Regions from separate parts of the Ovis aries genome. Here region 1 is linked to region 2. The links are chromatin contacts, called in public Hi-C maps. All regions are on one chromosome and are shown on one strand. Each heading gives the region's core, a stretch centred on a gene start, on an enhancer-like site or on the middle of the called end of the contact. The rest is flanking DNA. Distances are from core to core; before and after follow the strand shown.

Region 1 (5,219 bases), core at 1,360-3,859, 300 kb before region 2:
GCTCCAACCCCATTTCAATCAGAGCAGCTCCACTTTTTGTTTATTTGGAAAACAGGGTCCATCACTTAACAATGATTATTTGTAATAGAACAAGCGACCTGTACTGAAGGTCCCACAGGACCAAAAAGTGTGTTTTTTACACATCTCTGTGTGTGTTTCCTTCTTGTTGGTGGTTCCTAGAATCAGTAAAGGGTCTAATCCAGCTGAGATGGAGGTTTTGGCAGGAGTTTGTATGAGGCCTCGCAGAGGCCCTCTGTGGAGGAGCACACACGTTACCTCCCAGTTGAGAGTCTAGCCTGGTATCTCTGTGCAGAGGCCTAGGCTCTTTGCTTTCAAGTTGTGGTGCTGGAGAAGACTCTTGAGATCCCCTTAGACAGTAAGGAGATCAAACCAGTCAGTCCTAAAGGAAATCAACCCTGAATTTTCACTGGAAGGACTGATGCTGAAGCTCCAATAATTTGGCCACCTGATGTGAACAGCTGACTCATTGGAAAAGAGCCTGGTGCTGGGAAAGATTGAGGGCAAGAGGAGAAGGGGATGACAGAGGATGAGATGGTTAGATAGCATCACCGACTCAATGGACATGAGTTTGAGCAAACTCCAGGAGATAGTGAAGGACAGAGAAGCCTGGTGGGCTGCAGTCCATGGGGTCAGAAGGAGTCGGACACGACTTAGTGACTGAAAAGCAAGGCTCTTTGGCTCAGGTTAATCATGTGAGACTGGATTCCAGAAACAGCTGGACCTGGGGATGTCCAGGGCAAATGCCGTTGAAATCCTGAGTAGGTGTGCTTAGCACTGATACAATATCCTGATGGCTCCCTGCTCAGGTGCAGTTTACCTGGGGGGAAAGAACTTTGTTCTGATGTGGTACAAATTACTCTTATAATACAACTCAGTATTGGGCTCAAAAGGATACAGTGAAAGAAAAGCTATATGATGTTAAGTTCTGAAGTTAACGTATGTATGTTGGAGACTCGAGCACATCATGTCCACATATATAAATGTGGCTGTGAAGTATGGTCTCTCCCCTCCTAGTTCTGTTTCTGGCATTTAGGGGAAGGGGTTTTGCTGCAGGGAATGTGCTCAGACAGAGGAGTTGCTATGTGTGCAAGCTGAGTAGGGCTCAGTTCAGTTCAGTTCAGTTAAGTCACTTAGTTGTATCCGACTCTTTGCGACCCCATGAATCGCAGCACGCCAGGCCTCCCTGTCCATCACCAACTCCCGGAATTTACGCAAACTCCTGTCCATCGAGTCAGTGATGCCATCCAGCCATCTCATCGTCTGTCGTCCCCTTCTCCTCCTGCCCCCAATCCCTCCCAGCATCAGGGTCTTTTCCAATGAATCAACTCTTCACATGAGGTGGCCAAAGTATTGAACTTTCAGCTTTAGCATCAGTCCTTCCAATGAACACCCAGGACTGATCTCCTTCAGAATGGACTGGTTGGATCTCCTTGCAGTCCAAGGGACTCTCAAGAGTCTTCTCCAACACCACAGTTCAAAAGCATCAATTCTTCGGCACTCAGCTTTCTTCACAGTCCAACTCTCACATCTATACATGACCACTGGAAAAATCATAGCCTTGATTAGATGGACCTTTGTTGGCAAAGTAATGTGTCTGCTTTTCAATATGCTATCTAGGTTGGTCATAACTTTCCTTCCAAGGAGTAAGCGTCTTTTAATTTCATGGCTGCAGTCACCATCTGCACTGATTTTGGAGTCCAAAAAATAAAGTCTGACACTGTTTCCACTGTTTCCCCATCTATTTCCCATGAAGTGATGGGACCAGATGCCATGATCTTAGGTTTTTCAAAAATCATGTTAATAATTCATTTGACCTAATTTTATTTTATTATTATTAAAATTTTTTATCAGGGTATAGTTGATTTATGTTGTGTTAGTTTTACGTATACAGTAAAGTAAATCAGTTACACATACACACGTATCCACCCTTTTTTAGATTCTTTTCCCATATTGGCCTTTACAGAGCGCTGAGTAAAATCCCCTGTGCTATATGCAGCAGGTCCTTATTGGTTTTCTATTTGATACATGCTTGTGCTTCGTCACTTCAGTTGTGTCTGACTCTTTGCGACCCTGTGCACTGCAGCATGCCAGGCTCCTCTACCCATGAGATTCTCCAGGCAAGAATACTGGAGTGGGTTGCCATGCCCTCCTCCAGGGGATCTTCCCGACCCAGGGATTGAACCTGAATCTCCTATGTCTCCTGCTCCGTAGGTGGATTCTTTATCCATTGATTCATTTGGGAAGTCCCCTTTATACATATTAGCGCATATATGTCAATCCTGGTCTTCATTCTCCTAATTTTAACTGGGAAGTTATTTTCAGGTGTGTCTTGCCTCTTCTCTTTCTTGAGTGTGAAAGCAGGTGTGAAATGCCAGGTCTTTGTCACTTCATGAAGCAGTGGCATCAGAATTACGTGGAAGCTTGTTAGAAATGTTAGATTCTTATTTATTCTACTGAACTAGAATCTGAGCTTTAACAAGATCTCCAGGTGATGTATTCTCATGTTAGATTTTAAGAAGTCAGCTCTCAAGTGTATGAGAAATTCTTTTGGTCATTGCACTATGAGTCCACTAGATGTCATTCTTGTAACCTGGTAATAGGAAGGCCAGCGCCCCCCCCCCCCCCCCCCCCCCCCCGCCCCCGGCCCCAACAACACCGGCCCCGCAAAGTGGGAACTTGGAAGAATCTGTGAATATGAACATGTTATTAGGTGATTTCCTCCCCATCCATAGAGCTACTGATACACATGTTGATTATGTAAGGTAAAACTACTCTTCTTGGTGGTTCACAGTCCTGGAGAGAGAGTCCTAGGAATGATTTTCATTTTGTGGAGTTAGTACTTGTGCCTTCCATTTTCCCCTCCTTTAAGCCTCCTATTGCTTGGGTGAGCTCTGTCATTATATAACCTTAGCATAGCCTATGCTGCCAGTTTCTCTGACTGACTGGTTCACTTAGAGAACAGCATCTTGGCCTGCTCAAAACAGCGACACAGACTAAATGGACAGGTTTGATCTCTGTAGAAATGATTGAGAGCAGAAAGAAAGCAAGGCTGTACTCTGAAATTATCATCCCCTTCTGTGTGATTGTTGGAGGAAGGGCAGACCTTTCTGAATTCTTGGGGATATCTCAGAGGTGGTTTTACAAAGAAATCTACTTCTGCTTAGAAAGAAGTGTCCCAAGTGTAATCTTGAAGGGTGTTAGTTAGTTTCAGTCATGAAAATGAATATAAAGGCCATTTACAGGTATAGTAAGATCCAGAGGGAGATGCTGTACTTTCAGAGACATATGAGGCCCCTAGGACAGGTCCTGTTAACAGCTAGTTAGGTCTGAATATTAGGAATGAGGGGTGAAAGGGCTAAGGACTATGCTTTAGAGGATCCAATTTTCTGCTGGATGCCCAGTTTGAGAAAAGTTACTTCTTGAAATAAATCAACCCTTGCAAAATTCTTCTCCCTTTGAGTCTGATGTGTGTGTGTGTGTTTTATCTGTTTCAGTTAACAAGGGTAGCAGACAAGTAGTAGAGTAGCAGGTGTGTGTATATGTGTGTGTGTGTGTGTGTGTGTGTGTGTGGACTTGGGTGTGTTTTGTGTTTTTGTGTGTACTTCCTCTTCTTGGTGTGTGGGAGAGGCATTTGTAATCTATAATATCAGTAAATGAGTAAAAAGTTTAATTTGATTTCAGCCTAGCAAACATTGATGTGAAAACAACATGGTTTTAGCTTAAATATAACTTCCTTTTGTTCAAAATAATTAAGGTGGCCATAGTATTTACTTTGACTCTTTAGAGTCCTTTTGCAATGTTTTATTATTACATGATTCCTGATGACCTGGTGCAGAATTAACTTTTTAAAGAATGTTACCAAGAATCAGTTTCATTTTAAAAAAATGATATCTAAAATCATTGAGCCTTTTAGGCTCATTTTCCATCCCTAGCCAGGGTCTAAATTTCTACTTCTGCAGTTGATAGGATTTTATACCACCATCCCCATCACTGTTAAATTTCCTTTTTAACTGTTGCTGCTAAAGTTGCAGATGCTACCAGAGATAGCAGCATGTTTTTGATATATTATTTAAAAGCATGGGCCTTGGATTCAGACAGACCTTGGGCAAATTGCTTCATTTCACCAAGCCTCAGTTTCTTCATTTGTAATCTTAGCTGCCTCATGGGTGGTGGTAATGATTTAAGCAGACAGCATAGATAAAGTATGTAGCCTAGAATCAGACATGCTGTGTGTTCAGCATAACATACACCATAGGTGTATATTATCCCAGTTATTATTCCTACTCCTCTAGCTCTTGTCCTCATCTTTCAGTTGTTAAAATACAGTCCACCAACCGTGGCAGGAGCCCTTGTTCCTACACTTTTCCTCCACCAGAGGACAGCTCCAAGTCAAGGAGCTGTCATTTCCCTCTACCTGGCGAGTGTGTGTGTGTGTGTTTGTGTGTGTGTGTAGATGGGTGGCCAGTGAGCAAATCAGTTCAATGCCCAGTGGTAGGGAGACTATTGATCCTTGATCCTAGCATTGGAATAAGGAGAGAAGTTCTGTTTACAACCCACACTGAAATCCTCAGGGAAAATTCCCCTCAGTGTCATACAGTGGTGGTCAAGTTCAGCAGAATGGAGACTAGTTAGCACGGTTAGTGTGTTTGGTACAGCCATATCCAAAGGCTGGCCCAGGGTCCTATTCACCTATTTCTCAAGAGAAACAAACTTGGAGATGCAAAACTGAAATCTGAAATGAATTTTTTGCAATATAAGTTCTGGATCACCTGCTCTTTACAATCTTTACTGCTTTGGAATGACCTTTTTGATTCGGAGAGGAACTCTAGGCTTTGAATAGCTGTAACTTCTATCTCAGGGGTCCCTGGAACATCACCTAGTTAGCAGCAGCATCAGAAAGCTACTGTGAAGTTTGAAGAGATCTTTTATCCTGAAAGCACCCTTGTAGGAATCTTTGCAATTCCAATATAAGTAACTTTATGGTTTGACATGACAGTATTCTGTTGATGAAGAACAATGGGGATTTTGGTGTAATAGCAATTGTATTAGTGTGTTGCCTCAAGTGGAAGAGGATATAACATATTAAACAATTAATTAAGATTTTTTTTTTGCTAGACTATTGGAGTCTGCATTGGAATTATTTTTTGTTTTTACACAGTTTATATATATATATATATATATACACACACACACACACA
Region 2 (5,302 bases), core at 1,168-3,667:
ACAGTAACCTCACTCTTTTCCCTTCCAGTATTGAATGGCAGCCCCTCTGCTGAAGAAAGCCCAAGCCTGTAAAATATCCTGCAAAATAAGATCTAAACATTCAAATGGCCAAATTCAAAGTGTATTTAAAAATCCACAATTGCCCTTTGCCCAAAAGTTTTCATTTAAAACATCTAGCTTATTAAATTAGAAATACTTCCTTCAGCCTTTTATAAACAAACTATTTCAATTTTGCACTGGAACTAAAAATGTTAATTTATTTCATAGACCTCTTCATACCACAATACTGAGGATTTTAAGCATGGGTTCACCTTTAGATAATCACAGCTCAACTTTATTGAGTGAAGTAGTGTTCCTTTCTCCCCCAATCTTGTCTGTTATAATACAGGATTTAATTATAGGTCTACCCTTAAGCTATGGGTTTATATTTACTCAGAAAGTGTGAAAGTATTAGTCACTCAGTTGTATCCACCTCTCAGTTGTGACCCATGGACTACAGCCTGCCAGATTTCTCTGTCCATGGAATTTCCCAAGCAAGAATACTGGAGTGGGTTGCCATTTTCTCCTTTAGGGAATCTTCCCACGCCAGGGATAGAACCCACATCACTTAGGCCTCCTGCATTGGCAGGCAGATTCTTTACCACTCTACCACCCAAATACATAATTTAAAAAGTAATTTTGTTAGTATTTTTATTTGCCCAAGATAACCCATTAGAAAAAAAGTGTTTTCCTTTTTACTTGATTTGAAGTAGTCTATGAATTTCTAGAAGACAGAGATTGAATTTTATTCATCTCAGAATTCCTAGCAGAATCTTATGTGATGGTTTCAACAATTAGCAAAGCCAAAGATATCTGTGAGATTAAAATTAAGTTCCTGTATAAGAAATGATACTTCTATATTGAAAAGTAGGATTGCAAATCAGTTCCCTTGAGATTTCATTCTGAGTTTAGATGGTTCTAGGACTTGGAGTCTGTATAAATGATGGCCATTAAGCCTGTGCAAGGCAGGGGAACTTGGGTCTAGGGCAAGAGAAGTAGACTAGAAATGGAAGAAACATCCCAATCTCGTTTAGTATGTCCTGTTTTTCAAAATTCAACTCATGGTCTTGCTATGCCTTAGGCTAATTAATAAGCATGGCATCTGATTTAACATTTCATATTTGATATGTATAAGCTTACTCCATTGTCTGCTGTTTCTAGAGTGATCATCCCAACATGCAAACCTAATCATGTGACTTCCTATTTAAAATTCTTCAATGGCTTCTTAAGATATCAAGATAAAATCACACTGCTTAGCATGATTTACAGTGAGTTACACCAGGCTTTTATACTGAAAAGTAGGATTGCAAGTTGGTTCACTTGAGGTTTTATTCTGAGTTTAGATGGTTCTAGGACTTGTAGTCTGTATAAATGGTGGTCCTTCACCACTCCCCAGCTCTCTACTCTCTTCTCCAGGTAGCTGGAAGCACCCACACCCTTCTATCAGTCAGTCCCCATTTTGCTTCCTAGACCTTTGCACAGGAGAGAACAGGGCCTCCTCAGTGCAGGGACAAGATTCCATGAAGATGTCTCCTCTCTGCCTGAGGTGTTTTTTGAAGGGATAAGATAATACTCCGTGTGCCTTTTCTTGGTGTTAACAAGTAGTTTTCTCTATCTGCCTCCTCTCAACAGGTTTTGGGGTTAATAGCAGACAAACAAGCTCACCATAAGGACTGTGATGTTACTCTGTTCTCCTCAAACAAAGCACAGTGGGGATGGCTGTGGGTTCCTTGAGAGTGACCTGAATCTGGTTTATTATCAATTTTCAGTTTGTCTTCCCAGATCACTGGCCCTTATTCTGAAGTTGGACAAGAGAAGCATCTGTCTTTAGAATGTGAAAGGATGGCATATTTTCCCCTCCTCTTCTACTAGTTATCCCTCATAAAATGTAAATATATATTCAAGGGAAGGAGTTTACCCCCATTCATCCTTTTAATAGCTTGATGACCTTAGTGTAACCCTTCTGAACCCTAAGATATCTATGCTAAATCATTAAGGGCAGAAAATCATTTTCCTTCCAGTTGAGGGAGGGACATTTTGAATCCCCTATCCACTTTCAAAGGAAAGGAATCAGATTGTAAGATAGAACCAGTTTGAGATGCTTTCTGTAAGCCATGATGCTCAGTAGGAGCGAGTGAGTTTCCTTTTCCAAGAAATTATCACACCCCTCAGTGAACAGCCTCCCCTTTGCCCTCTTCCCATTTGCTGCAAAACTGGTGTGCTTGATATCTGGAAGCTCACTAACACCTCATTGTGAGTGGGAAGAATAGAACAGAGTGCTGGGGAGCAGGCGAGGACAGGAGGTCAGTGCGTTGACCTGGATTTGGAGGCTATGGTTCCTTGAACAACTTCACCCCCGCCCCGCGGGCTTCCTTGACCCGCCTTACTCGGTGTTGGGGGCTATGCGCCCTCTGCTGGACAGAGCAACACCTGCAGCCACCACATTAACGCATTTCAAGCTTTTGAAATGCGTTTTCAGGGGCCGATTTTCTTCTCAGGAGCGATACTATGCTGGTGCAAGATGGTGGTCATGAATACAGAGAGTTAGGTTGTTGAGCATAATTTCAAGTCTGACCTGAGAAAACAAACAAGAACTCATTTTACGTTCCACCCGGGTCAACTCCATACCCACCTGATTCCTCTCTTTGCCTTAGAAGATTTTTGATGTATTTGAACACTTTCCCTATCTGTAGCCTAGTTTATATATATATGTGTATATACACACATATATATATATATATATGTATATATATTCCAATTTCAGGGCTTAAAACTTCTTTCGAATTTCATGTGCTTACTTATTTTTTTGTGATTCAACAAGCATTATATATACCAGGTACTGTGCAGGGTTGTGCAGGGCACTAGGCGATGGAGGATGAAAGAGACGTTTGGATAACCGAGAAGCTCAGTCCAGAGGGAGACCTTATATAAAAGGGCATTAATGGGACTTCCCTGGCAGTCCAGTGGATAGGACTGCACCCCCACTGTAGTTGGCACAGGGTTCAATCCCTGATCAGGGTTAAAACCCTGCATGCCATGAAGCACAGTCAAAAATCGAGGAAAAAGAGCTTTAATATTAATAAGAAAGGGACAAGTTGTTTGGAAAGCACTGAGGTTGAGATAACAACGCTATAAAGGTACAGAAGTTAAGGTATACTTCATAGGATAGAAAGGTGAATACTGAGAGATGTTTGTGTGTTTGCCTGTTGGGCAAAGCGGTCAACAGCAGATAGTAGGTGGTAGAGTGAAGGAGTGGTCCTGTGTGTGACTCAAGAAAGCAGAGCCTGTTGAGAGGCTGAAGTCCATTAAGTGGAGAGTGGAGCAAGCCTAGAGCGGTAGTTTAGAGCTAGCTTATGAAGGGCCTTAACCAACATGCTAAGCAGATTGGATTTTATTCAGCTGGATATGGGAAGTCATGGGAGCAGTGTAACCAGGAGAATATAATGACTGCTCTCCATTTAAAAAAATTTATTTATTTTTGGCTGCATTGGGTCTTAGTTGCATCATACAGGATCTTTCATTGGGGAGTGTGGGTTTAGTTTCCCCAAAGCATGTGGGATCTTAGTTTCCCTGTCAGAGACTGAACCTGTGTCCCCTGCATTGGCAGGAGAATTCTTAACCAGTGAACCAGGGAAGTCTTTATCCTTCAGTTTAGAAATATCTCCAGATAGTAGAAAATGGATAAGGGGTAAAGGAATGTCAAAATACCAATAGGAGGCTATTTAACAAACTGTTGCAGTAGAAAAGAAAAAGGAATGAGGGTGGAGATCCAGGGGAAGGGATTAATTGGAAAACTGAGGAAATCCACTGGGTATAGAGAATGAAAAAGATGAATGAAAGGAGGAAGGCTTGACTAGTAGATTCAACAATGATACCAGGGTGAGCAGAAAATGACTCATAGTCATGAGTTTGAGATGACTGTATGTAAGGATACCCACTGTATGTGGGTATGGAAAGATGAATCTTGAGCTCAAGGAGAGGCAATGGCTAATGGGGAAGATTTGGGACTCACCAGCGTGAGCCTGAGGAACCAGTGAGAATGCCACAAAGAGTCTTCATAGAGACAGGGGGATAGAAGCAAACTTGGAACATTTCATGTTCTATTTTACTTAGTAGAGTAAGGTGACTATTTTAATACCTCCTTTTTAAATATCAAATGTTGTCAAGGATGTGGGTTTTGGCTCTTAATGAGAAACCTATTCAGAAGTAAGTTTTTATTTTATTTTATTTTTAAATGTACTTCTACGTGATAGAGTCTCGAGTCTTCTTTGTGGAGTTCATTAACTTTAGCATCTTGGATTTATGTCAATGTATGTTTTCAAAAAATCATATTAAATCAGAAATGACTTAAAAATAAACTCTGCATGAATTTGGTCTATATAGGTTAAGCCTCGATTAAGCTATAAATGTGATAAAGTGTCAAAGATTGTGTTCACATTGTGCATTTCCATTTAATAAAAGATTGGGTTCATTTTGGGTGGCATTTGGGTTGGGAAAATGGAAAAAGATCTAATTTCTTCTGATCTTGAGGGAATCAACATTTATTTTCTTAAAATCAATGGATTTATTTTTATTTAATAAAATATTTATTTATTTTTATTTATTTGCCTGCACCAGGTTTTAGTTGTGTCATGTGGGGTCTAGTTTTCCGACCAGGGATTGAACCCAGGCCCCCTGCATTAGAAATGTGGAATCTTAGCCACTGGACCACCAGGGAAGTCCCTTCATTTTAAAGTCTATATTCATAGGCATAACTGGTTCTAAAAAAATGCCTAGAATTCTAATCTCTTAATGAGGAGGGAGGAATTTAGAGATTATGCTGTAAAATCTTATGTTTTATAGATGAGGAAACTGCCCAGTAAATTTAAGAAGCACTGCAGGCTGTATCTTATGCCTCTTTAGGGGATTAATAACTCACATTGTCACATTAAAGGGTCAGAGAAGTTCTGCAGGAAAGAAAGTACTGATTTTGTTTAACTTAGATTTCCCAGTCTTATATGATGACTAACCCAGTATTTCTGAGTTTGAATAATGGTGTTTTAAAAGTTTGATTTGTAATTACATGGAGTAGTGTAAAATTTCAATTAGCCATAAAACTAAGTTTAGTTAGTGAACATTATTGATTCCTTTATATTTATGGGCATTGTGTTAGGTACCTAAGAACATAAGGATTACTCACTGGATATAAGTAATAATCTTAGTAGTAGTAGCAGCTAAAACTTGCTGACTGCTCACTCTCTGCTAAGAAATTTGCTAAGTATTT

Evidence for each region. A called contact is a pair of places that touch in the nucleus more often than the background predicts.
Region 1: a Hi-C map of hypothalamus shows a contact between it and region 2, with 3 times the contacts expected there. The contact joins two enhancer-like sites. A contact is called at or near these places in 2 of 16 Hi-C or Micro-C datasets (hypothalamus and muscle).

What each region holds. Positions count from the first base shown.
Region 1 is chr4:82,410,956-82,416,174 of ARS-UI_Ramb_v3.0, reverse strand. All of the region lies in intron 8 of SUGCT (succinyl-CoA:glutarate-CoA transferase), which reads left to right. Among named protein-coding and RNA genes, the nearest start is that of SUGCT, 170 kb to the left of the region's middle. Within about 2 kb of position 2,609, at least 7 of the 54 cell types and tissues checked have an H3K27ac peak or open chromatin away from gene starts, as enhancers often do. A contact at or near this core is called in hypothalamus, where this site is marked.
Region 2 is chr4:82,108,751-82,114,052 of ARS-UI_Ramb_v3.0, reverse strand. All of the region lies in intron 11 of SUGCT (succinyl-CoA:glutarate-CoA transferase), which reads left to right. Among named protein-coding and RNA genes, the nearest start is that of SUGCT, 470 kb to the left of the region's middle. Within about 2 kb of position 2,417, at least 4 of the 54 cell types and tissues checked have an H3K27ac peak or open chromatin away from gene starts, as enhancers often do. A contact at or near this core is called in hypothalamus, where this site is marked.